2 separate regions of the Muntiacus reevesi genome follow, and region 2 is linked to region 1. Evidence: chromatin contacts called from public Hi-C data. All regions are on one chromosome and are shown on one strand. The core of a region is the stretch at or near the end of the contact, and the rest is flanking DNA. Distances in the headings are between cores, read along the strand shown.

What was found. Hi-C and Micro-C count contacts between places; a contact is called where the count stands out from the background.
Region 2: a contact with region 1 is called in a Hi-C map of muscle, with 4 times the contacts expected there. The contact joins the promoter of SRSF11 here to the promoter of CTH in region 1. A contact is called at or near these places in 2 of 3 Hi-C or Micro-C datasets (blood and muscle).

What each region holds. Positions count from the first base shown.
Region 1 is chr1:134,486,549-134,492,238 of mMunRee1.1, forward strand. CTH (cystathionine gamma-lyase) reads right to left here and starts at 2,651. Exons shown (of 12, transcript XM_065911055.1): 1 at 2,313-2,651. The coding sequence starts at 2,480.
Region 2 is chr1:134,680,352-134,686,041 of mMunRee1.1, forward strand. SRSF11 (serine and arginine rich splicing factor 11) reads right to left here and starts at 2,345. Exons shown (of 13, transcript XM_065911128.1): 1 at 2,258-2,345. LRRC40 (leucine rich repeat containing 40) reads left to right here and starts at 2,441. Exons shown (of 15, transcript XM_065911163.1): 1 at 2,441-2,629; 2 at 5,041-5,222. The coding sequence starts at 2,479.

The DNA.
Region 1 (5,690 bases), core at 1,401-3,900:
CATTTTATTTAATCTTCACAACCTGCTCTGAAGAAACTAAAGCCAAATGTTACCAGGTATGTCAGAGCCAGAATTCAAAACCAGGATTTAAACACTGACTAAAAATCCTATACATACTTTTCTCCTGCTTCATACAGCACATGACCAAACATAACCACTTTTTACACCTGGTTCTGATTCAGGAGCTCCCAGCATTAGTTACGCACACATGTGCGTGCATATGTGCTAAGCCACTTCAGTCATGCCCAACTCTTTATGATCCTATGGACTGCAGCCCGCCAGGCTCCTCTGTCCATGGGGATTTTCCAGGCAAGAACACTGGAGTGGTTTGCCATACTCTCCTCCTGAGGATCTTCCCAACAAAAACACATATATTACACAATTGTATATATAATCTGTAGTTTATTTAGTTTTGTGGCCTTGTTTGTTGCCATGTTTTTGACAAACTGAGTAGGCAGATTTTATAGGGCTCCAGGATATCCTCATCACTCTCCACCATCACCTCTTTGATGGGACCTGCAGCTGTACTCCAGATGCGAAAAAACTGTCTGGAATCATGTGGCTACTGCCATGGAAAGGTAACCCTTATCTTCCTAAATATTGAGGGCAAAGATTTTAATTTGTGGAGAGAAAAGAAGCATTTCAGTGGCAAATTCCCACACTATCACTCATTCAATGGTTTTCCAAATGGAACTGAAGAATTAGATGCTTCTCATTTCAGTTCCTTGATTCTCTTTAGTGCTCTTAACTGATATATTAAAGGCAGTAAGAGGAGTTTGGAGGGACTTCTCTGGTGTTTCAGTGGTGAGGACTCCCTGCTTCCACTGCAGGGGGCACAGGTTTGGTCCCTGCTTGGGGAACTACTAATAAGATTCCACAAGCAGCACGGTATGGTGGAAAAAAAGTTTGTGGATTTTATCACCTGGTTGGCTCTCTGAAAACATTTAGTTATTAATATCATAGCTAAATTATTAACTTTTGCATTAAATATTATAGCTTGGGCAGCTACACGTTCATGAAGGCTTATACAGGGAAGGAGCTTGAAAGACAGATGTGTACACATTTTGATTACAAGTTACAATAGCTCAAAGTATCCTAAACAAGTTGTAGAAATGCCCTTAGAACTCCACCTCACAAAACAAAGGGCCACGTCTAAAAGAACTTCCTCAACTTATATAACACCCTAAAGAGGTGTTTGAAGTATTGATACAATCAAGCTTTTAGATCTACAAAGTTTATTTAGTTACATTTGACACCTGAACAACTCTTGAGTTAGGGTGCCAACCCTCTGCTCAATGGAAAATCCATGTACAACTTACAGTCGGCCCTCCATATCTGAGGTACATGTGAACACTGTGAAACTACTAAGCGATTATAATGTATCACACCATATAGCTTAACTTACATATCAACAACTTACATGGCAGGTACTATTATTGAAACATTTATTTACACAGGATAAGTTAAATTACTTATAAGTAAGTAGATAAGTTAAATTACTTCCTCAAGATTGCCCAGCTCAGAAGATGTGCTGTTAGAATTCAAACCTAGGGCCTCTGACTACAAGATTTATGCTCTTAATCACTAAGCCACACTGATGCAATGGGTAAGATTGTTGCTAACATAACTGTTAGTACAGCACAGTGTGGATTAAAGCCCAAGAGTGGATGGTGTTCTAGAGCAAGAATGAATCCCAGCTCCATTACAGTGGCCTTTGCAATAGATGTTTAACATCCCTAAACCTCAGGTTTTTCATGAGAGAAATGAGAATTTAGTTCAGAATAGAATTGCTGTAAGGATTATCTGAGGTAATATATGTAATACATATGATATAATGTAGGTATGTACTGATATCTGGCATACAGCAGTACTCAATATCTATTAATAACTATTGGAATAATATTAATATTGGGAATTAATAGCTATTGGGAAGGATCTTGATTCCAGGTGAGTTATGACTTAGTTTTTTAAGTTGACTTCTTACTATATCTTTATAATTGTTCTTGCTTACGGTAACTCAAGGAAGTTATGATAATTTTGACCTGCAAATCTGCCCTAATCACATGAATATCAGCCCAAATCAATACAGCAAGTTAGACAAACTGTTCCCTCTAGTCCTGCTTATCAAAAGAACTGAACCATCCAATACAAAGCTTTACTATAAGGAGGTTTACAGGTATCATCCTTACAGTAAACATCCTTCGTGATAATACACAAATTACACCTTACAAATTACTTGCGTGCTTCTTAATTTACAAGCCATGTCTCTTTCAACGACCAACACTGGACCGCCCCAGACACACCCAGCTCACCGAGTGCTGGCCAGGAGCCCCTTGCTTGAACGTGGTGGACAGCGAGATGGGGGGCACTACAGCCTGGGAGGTCCATTGCTCCGGTTCTTGGCCCACGTGGATGGCCTGCGTAGCGAAATGCTGGAACCTAGGCAGGAATCCGTGTGGGGAGGCTTCTTTTTCCTGCATGCTGAGCTGCGAAGAAAGGAAAGAGTAAAAGAGCGAGGAAGATAAAACTATGACACTGATACGTCAGGACTTAAAAAAGACAGAAGAATCAGGTGAATGGAAGGTTAAGGTACACAGGGGATTCAGCCGCAAGTGCACTAGAGCCGAACCCTACCCCTCTGTAGCTGGGACTTTATTAACCGGCCGGTAGCGTTGCTTCACCCCGGGGCGGAGCCAGCACGACCCAATGAGCGCAGGCCCCAACGCGGCCCCCGCTTCTCATTGGCTGGCAGCAGAGGCGTAGCCTGGAGCGTCACCGCCAAAGCTCTTCCCGGTGCAGCCTGGATGGAGGCTCGGTTACCCGCTTGGTGTTGGTTCCTGCGGGTGAAATTCCTGAGTCCTGACCCTAGGAAAACTTCCTTGCTGGCTCCTGTGAGCCACCCGGGCGTCTATGTGACCTCAGACCGGAGGTTCACGGGAGACGAGGAGAAAGACTGGCTTGACATTAAACCCAGTAATCTGAAAAGAGGCCACACAGATAGCCTCATCTTAACGGCAGCCCTTGCCTGGACCCTTCCCCGCCTCCACCTACCACCCTTTGTCCTGAGGGCGGTTCCGAAGGACGCAAGCGACAAAGTGGAGATCGGTGACGAAAACGGCGGCCCAAGCTGCCAAAAGCGCAGTTTGGATTCTCGTTAACAGCGGGCAGCCTGCCTTGGTGGAAGAACGCTTTCTTTAATGACCAGTACTTAACGTTGATTGAAATCGGAGTGAGAGTCGTATTTTTAAGTAATAGTAAAGCTACTGTAGAGAGGGTCTCTAAGGAAAACTCTTGGCAGCTTTCTAAGAGCTATTCAAACATCATTATCTTTTGAAGTGCCCAGAGAAACCTCTCTCTGAAGAATTGCAAACCAAAGTGTGGCTTTGAAAACCTTATTGGAGCCTTAAATCCTTAGACAGAATGCCTTCGTTGTTACACAGTTGACAGCAACATCCTGGTAGGAATGGAAGTTGTCCTGGGTCGCAATTTATTCACCTGTATCCACAGCCCTACTCTCACAAGGATCACTCCCCTAAAAAACAACAACAAAAGTCTCCTTGTTCCCTAAACAATACAGACTTGACCTATTTAGTGTGGCTACTATTTTCTAGGACTAGGGAATTTAGGAATACTTCTCTTCCTGCAAAGTGTTAGCTAAATATCTGAAACTTTATTAAACTAATTAAGGAAGAAGAGGATACAGAATAAATGGCTCTTAAAATTTTACTGAAAGTACTGAGGCAATTTGCTTTTCAAATTAACTACTGGGATACAGCCATTAAGCACTGGGAGCAGTGCCTAAGGACCTGAAGATTTTTAAGAAACCAGGCAAAATTTTTAGCCCTGGGGAAAAAATGAATGGACTCCAAAGCACTAATAAATATTAATGTATATTTAATTAACATTTTTCTGTTAAAAATATATCAACTGCAACTCATCTCAAGAGTTATATATAGCTGTATATGGGTATGTTTTTATGTGATATGAAGCTTAGGGACCAGGAGGGTCCTAATTAGCTTATCTCCTAAATGAGCATACCTCCTAATGTCTGTGAACAAACACTGAGTTTCATAAATATGGATATTGTATTTAGTATTACCATAACAAAAGCTTCTTTTTAAAATGACACTAATATAAATGCTCTAAATCAAGCTTTTTTCACTGTCATAAATTGAGAAAACTTTAATAGGCAGCAGCTCAGTATTCCCATGACTTAGTCAAGGGTTCCCATGACTTAGTAAGTTTACTTGTAGGAATTTATCCTTCAAACGTATTCCCGTATGTGTGTAAGGATGAATAAGGATGTTATTCATACCTATTTTTGCTATTTTAAAAGCAAAAGAATGGAAAACAGCTTATGTACCCATCCACAGGAGACTGGTGTGTTAATGACACAATTCTGTGAGGGATATGGTATAGTTGAGAAGCAGGAGATTGATCTGAGTTGGTGTGTCATGATTTCTAACTTCTGAGACAGCAAAGCAAGGTGCAAAGCAATGTGTATGTTATGCTCCCACTTTTTCAAGAGAGTTTATACCATGGTGCATTATTTTCAGAGGAACATACATAATTTAATGGGCTTCCCAGGTGGCTCAGTGATAAAGAATCCACCTGCAGTGCAGTAGCCGCAGGAGACGAGGGTTCTATCCCTGGGTCAGGAGGATCCCCTGGAGGAAAGCATGGCAACCCACTCCAGTATTTTTGCCTGGAGAGTCGGACAAAGGAGCCTAGCGGGCTACAATCCATGGGATCACAAAGAGTCGGACAGGACTAAAGTGACTTAGCGTGTAATTTAATATGTGTAAAAATCATTCTAGTAGTTTAAATCATGGATCTGCAGTAAAAAGATAACTGTCTAAAGTTTTATATCTAAAGATAACATTTTATTTGCTTTTGTGTTTAAGTTTTATACCACGGGCATATTCTACCTCTTAATAATAAAATTAATACCAGGCATCCTAATTTGAAAATGGCAGTTAAGCAAGTAATTTAGAAAAAAACTTCTTAAGTGAAAAGAAGACAGCTACTTTAAATATACTAAATGCTATATAGTTTGGAATGTGTGTGCTAATTTTTCATGTAAATTAGCTCATGAACAGCAAAACAGCATTATAACACTGAAAAAAAGATTAATTCCTCTTGGAGTGGGATTCTACATGAATGTGTTTTTTTGGAGGAAATGGGAGATTCCTTATTTTTTACATTTCTTTCATTACACAAAGTTCACTAATATTTTTGTAATAAATACTTTTTACACACCATGAAAATAGCGTTGTCATTAAAGTCAGGCTATGGATAAAGATATTGTGATGAAACAGTGAAAACAGTGAAGACCTGAGAGGGATGTTTCTGACTGTAAAGCATAAATATAGGCAATGCTTATTGATTACGTGAAAGCCTTCGACTGTGTGGATCACAATAAACTGTGGAAAATTCTGAAGGAGATGGGAATACCAAACCACCTGACCTGCCTCTTGAGAAACTTGTATGCAGGTCAGGAAGCAACAGTTAGAACTGGACATGGAACAACAGACTGGTTCCAAATAGGAAAAGGAGTACGTCAAGGCTGTATATTGTCACCCTGCTTATTTAACTTATATGCAGAGTACATCATGAGAAATGCTGGGCTGGAAGAAGCACAAGCTGGAATTAAGATTGCCAAGAGAAATATCAATAACCTCAGATATGCA
Region 2 (5,690 bases), core at 1,095-3,594, 190 kb after region 1:
ATAAGACAGAACATTATCTTTGGCTGATCTAATTCTTAAGCTCAATATATATTTGACTTCTTCATTTTCCGTTTTCATTTAGCAAAGCTAGAAGAGTGAAGCCTTCCATACTTTAATAAAATGAATATAATAAATTGTAGTTAGGAAAATTCTATTATAAAGATAACTATGCAGTCTCCAGCCCTTGTACAGGATATACGTTTCACATTGTTTTAATAATCATTTTTTTTTTTTAAAAAGCAAATACTTTAGCTTCCATGCCAGTGTTGAAAAAGGATTGGTTTTTTCGTTTTAATGTATTCTTTCCGAAGCATTACAATGTATATACAATGCTAATTCCCACAAATATAACTATACATAACTACACTTTCTCCTAAAGTTCAAGTTAATAAACTTTCAGTTTGCATCAATTTGAGACAAAACCCATGATTTTCCTGACTGCTTGAGGTAATAATTTTCACCTTTACTTGTTCAATCTGCACTTGCTACACAGGTATAATACATGGTGTACTATAGACATACTTGTTAAATTTTTATACATGTCAATTTGTATCTATTGAAGTTTACCACAAGCGTGCAGTCACATGGATTTTTCAGAATTACTCTGCCATTAGTTAGAATATGCTTCTCATACAAAATGCAACAGTTTCAATATAATACTATAATTAGATGTCAATAATGAAATATTTAACGTCAAGTAAAAGCACAATAAATCAAAAAACTATACCTTGCCTGTAATTAAAAAAAAATGCTGAGCTATGAAAGAGTTTTAAGGGGGAGAGGTGGCTACTGTAAATTTTTACATTCAAGCAATTAATCCTCCAAAGGTAGGCTTCTACACCCTAAAAAAGAGAAAATAAGAGTTTTCTCTAATAATTATCTCTTAAAACATAATTGAAGTCTTCCTAAAAATGGTTGCAGGACAAAAACCAGTTGAAAATGATGAAATAAAAGCCACTATGCTAGTGATTAACAAGAAAGGTTAAGAGAGCTAGGTTCAAATGCTTGGTCACACCAGTTATAGAAACTTGTGACCTTAGGCAAGTTTCTTAATCCCTTCCACCCTCAACTTATTGGGTGTTATTAGTGATCTTGCAAAAACTACTATATTCCTTGCTTCAAAACCACCTTTCCTTGCTTAGGAGTGTAATTACTAGTAATGCTGCTCACTTTGGATGCAAAGCACTCCAGAGAATTAAGAAAAATAATCGAGAGGGTGGGGGAATAGAAGCCAAATTTAAGGTTGGCAAGAACCTAGACTCAGCAAAAACTGTGTGTGGTGCAGAATTTGTTAGCGGGCCGTCATATTACCTTTTAAATAGTCTAAAGATCTCCAGCCTAGTTGAGGGGGCTTAGAAGAGTATTTCCTGATGTATGGTTTTAAGACAATTACTTTAGGCAAAAGAAAAATCTACCACCCAAGGCAATACTAAAGATGATGAGTTGTTAATTACATATTGAATGATTCATTACAGCTTTAAATTTCAGATAGAAACTAACTTCCCAAGATAATCGACTTTGAACAAAATTTTCATCTTCCATTCCGAACTGGATGGCGTTCCTTTTCCCACCAAGCGCTCAATATTTAAAACTTTATTTTCACTTAATTATTTAAAAAATCGAATGAGAGAGAAATGATTAACCCTAAATTAACGAAAAAGGAATTAACTTTAAAAGCTGTCAAGCAAACTTGCCTAAAGTTACACAGCTGGTACGCTACAGAAGCAGCTGGGATTCGAACTCCTATCTTTCGAGCGCCGAAGAGCAAGCTTTTCTCGCTACACTCAAGCTCGCGCTTACATTGGGCTCCTCTCAACTGTCCGGTAGAGACAACATTTATTATGAAGCTCTATTTTTTTTTTTCTCTCTTCCCTTCTCTGTGGCCAACCCTTCCATTTCACACTGTCTCCTGTGCTGGGCTACAAATTCCAAGCAACAACAATCAAGACGCACTAATGCTAAAGAGTCGGAGTAGAGATCAGAAGAACCGAAATCAGTTTTACTTCCTACGCGGAACGGAGATCTGGCGCCAGCACCACAAGCGGCAACACAGGCAGGGGTCCAGAGAGGCTGCAGACCGCGCCCAGGTCTCAAGTTTTAGTCAAGGCCCACGTTCCGGCCAGGCAAGAGGCGCAGAAAAGGTTATCCATTTCTGACACCCTCGCCGCCACGGGAGCACAAAAGAGAAGATTGCAGTCGCAGTAATAATACACATAGTAAACTCAACACCGTTCTTCAGCCCGTTAAACGCACTTACTTGAGCGAAGTAATTCCAAAACACAAGGCCGGCACCGGCAACGGGTAGGGCTCCTCTGTCCTCCTGCCCCAGGCGCTGGCGATGACGACAACCGAGTCGCGCCGCAGAGAGCGAAGGCCCGGCGCACGCCGCGCGCGCTCCCGATAGGGGCGGGGCGGCCCAGTGGCGCCACCGTTAAGCGTCACGGGCGGGACTCTGCTGCGGAGCCCCGGGCTTTGAACATGTCGCGGCTGAAGGGGATAGCGGGGCGGGATACCCGAGCGGGTTTCCGCACTGAGAGCAGAGACTGCAGTGCCTGCGTACCCCAGGGACTCTTAAAGGCGGCGAGGAAGAGCGGCCAGTTAAATCTGTCGGGCCGCAACCTCAGCGAAGGTAAGGTCCAGAGGTACGACCCGTTTGTGCGACTTGGCACAAAGGACTTGCCCCTGGTAGCCTCTTTTTCCTCTGGCCTGGCTTTGGCTACCTTTGGCTCCGTATCCTAGCCAGAATCCCGGTGCTGGAATTTGGGCTTTTATCACATCTCCACTGGTTCGGTCAGCTCGTTCGGTTTCTACTTTTCGTTCCAGGAAATGTCTGGTGCAGGGAATGTGCTGGGAACATGGCCAAAATTTAAACGGGGCGCTTTCTGGGATTCCCACATTCTGTCGGATAAACAACATAATGGTTTGACTAAATTAGCTGTCGCATAATGGGCACATGCTTTGTTTCTTTGGCCGTTTGTTCCTCTTAATTTAATCTCTTAGGTCATTTACCAACGCCAAAATTCTGTATTTGAACTGCTCTTTTGTGCATTTAGAGTAAATGACACTGTTCTCTGTTCAAGTCCCTTTTCTGCCTGCATGTGAACAGAATCCTAAATACAAGGAATATTTAGCATATTTCCTAAATTGAAGATCAAGATGGATGCCACACAAAGTAAATTTGGGGCCATCCTGAAAATCTAGTAACGTTCGAATGCACAAATCTGGATACCATGAGTGAATTATAGTCAGATGCTCTTCTGATTTTCTGTTGTGAAGGGAGGGCGTGGAAAGTGGGGAGAGAGAGATTATGGCTTTATTCTTGTAATGTTTTCCTTTACTTATATTTAGGTTTTAGGCCATCTGGAGTTAAAAGATTTCATTTCCTTGTAATGATTGCTTTTTTAAAATTGTGCCATGGATAGAGTTGACCATGCAAACAAATACTTGCTGAATGAAAGGAAATATGATAAAATCTCTGCTCTACCTAGAAAAAGTTTTAATCAGTGGGAACATAAATATTTTAAAATTACGCTTGTGCTTGTACACATGCTTATTCCAGAGCCTGGAACTTTCTACATGATACCTGACTAGGGTTCACTTCTTGACTTCCTCAAGGAGTCTGCTTATATAGGTCCTTCCTCACTGCCCTATCTATAATAAATTCTCTTGCTAACATTGTATTCTCTAACCTCTTTTTAATAGCATTTATTATTAGCAGAATCTGTATTCTGTATTTATTTGTTTATTGTCTTCTCTGCCCTCTGCTAGAATATTGCTTGCATGTGGTCAGGGACTTTCATTTTGCTCATTGTGTCCTTAGCACTCAAAGTCGTGCTTGGTACATAGTAGATTCTTATTAAACATTTGTGGAAGAAATAAGTAGATAAATGAATTATTCCCAAAAACTAAGTGTGTTCTGGAATATACTTATTGATTGGACCCAGATGGTTTAGTCTACTAAAGTTTCAGGGAGCAAAGGAATTTTGATTGTCAAATGTTAAAGCAGCCTTGCATTCCTGATACAACTCCTGCTTGGTCATGATGTTTAGATGTAGTAGTTTTTGTTTTTTGGAGTAACCCTCTGTTTTTAATGCCTCTGATTTTGGTATCAGAATAATGCTGACTTCATAAAATGAGTTGGGAGTTTTTATTTCCTTTATTTTCTGAAAGGCTCTGTAGAATTAGTAGTATTTCTACTCTAAATGTCTGCTAAATTTCACCAGTGAAGCCATCTGGGCCTGGAATTTTCTTTGTGGGATTGTTGTAAATGGCAAATTCAATTTCTTTCATGGATGCAATGTGCGACAACACATTTGCTGTAGCTCTGAAGCAAGTTAATACCTTCTGGAGCTACAGTTTAATAGTGGTGAACCTGAACTCTTTCTGTTTAACTTGTACAGACTTATTTGCTGTGTCAAAGGAATTGCTGCATTTGCTGCAGCAAGAGTAACAATGTTGTGTTGTGTATCAGATAAAATAGAGAGCAGTCAGGGGAGTCAGATATACCTTCCAAATATTCACTGAGAAGCAAGATAGTTTAGCTTTTCCAGGGTTTAATCTTGTCTATCTGTATAACTTGGGGCAAATGATACATTCAATCTGTGTCCCATTTCTCTCATGTATAAAGTGAGAATAGTCATAACACCTGTCTCATGGAGTTGTTATGAGATAGAGGAGTTTGTTCATTTGATTTCCATATCTTCTCTGTTATGGTAGCATAAAGATACAGCCCATTCTTTATTTGTGTTATATATCCAACCACTATGTGCTATGCAGGAAATGTATATAGTAAATATAGTTGAATGAAGATAAAAGTGAGATCTAATATGAAAAATACATATCCCCTGTTCTGTTTTGGAATAAAATCAAACTTTCACTTTAATGTTGTTGTAATTCATTGCTATTTGTTTGATTTACTTGAAAGTTTTTAATGTTTCAGAAATTTCAGTAGATAACTTGAATAGCTGTTATCAACTTATGTCCTTAGTATCTGATTTCTTTTTTTCTTTCCTTTTTTTTGGTGTGGTATGGTGGATATAGTGCCTCAGTGTGTTTGGAGAATAAATGTGGATATCCCTGAGGAAGCTAATCAGAATCTTTCTTTCAATGCCTCTGAGCGATGGTGGGAGCAGACGGATTTGACCAAACTAATCATATCAAATAATAAACTTCAGTCACTTACTGATGACCTCCGACTCCTTCCTGCACTGACTGTTCTTGATGTAAGTTGATTTATGAGTCTTTTGTTTGAAAAGACTCTGAAACTAAGTTTAGACTTTGAGAAGCAGAAAACCCAATTGGTAGAGTGCAAGAAGAATAACAAAATTACTGTGTTAGACAAAGCATCATGGTTAAGAATGCAGAATCAGAACCTCAGGCTTCCAGTTCCGACTGCTGCTTGCTAGCTGTGTGATCTCGGGACAGCTGCCTCTCTGTGCGTCAGTTTCCATATCTATAAATCGAGACTGTTAGTACTGCCTATCTTTGAATTAAATGTGTTAACGCATACAAACAGAATTAGAATTAATGTTTAACTAGTGGCTTCTGCTGCTTGTCCTTTTTTTTATTGCTATTTTTTTATGATCATTATTATTCTAGACATTAAAGCAAGTACTTAAGGTTATTATTATTGTTTTGTTACTTATCTCCAATACTGACTTAAATTATTGGGCTTAAGTTTTTGTGGATTT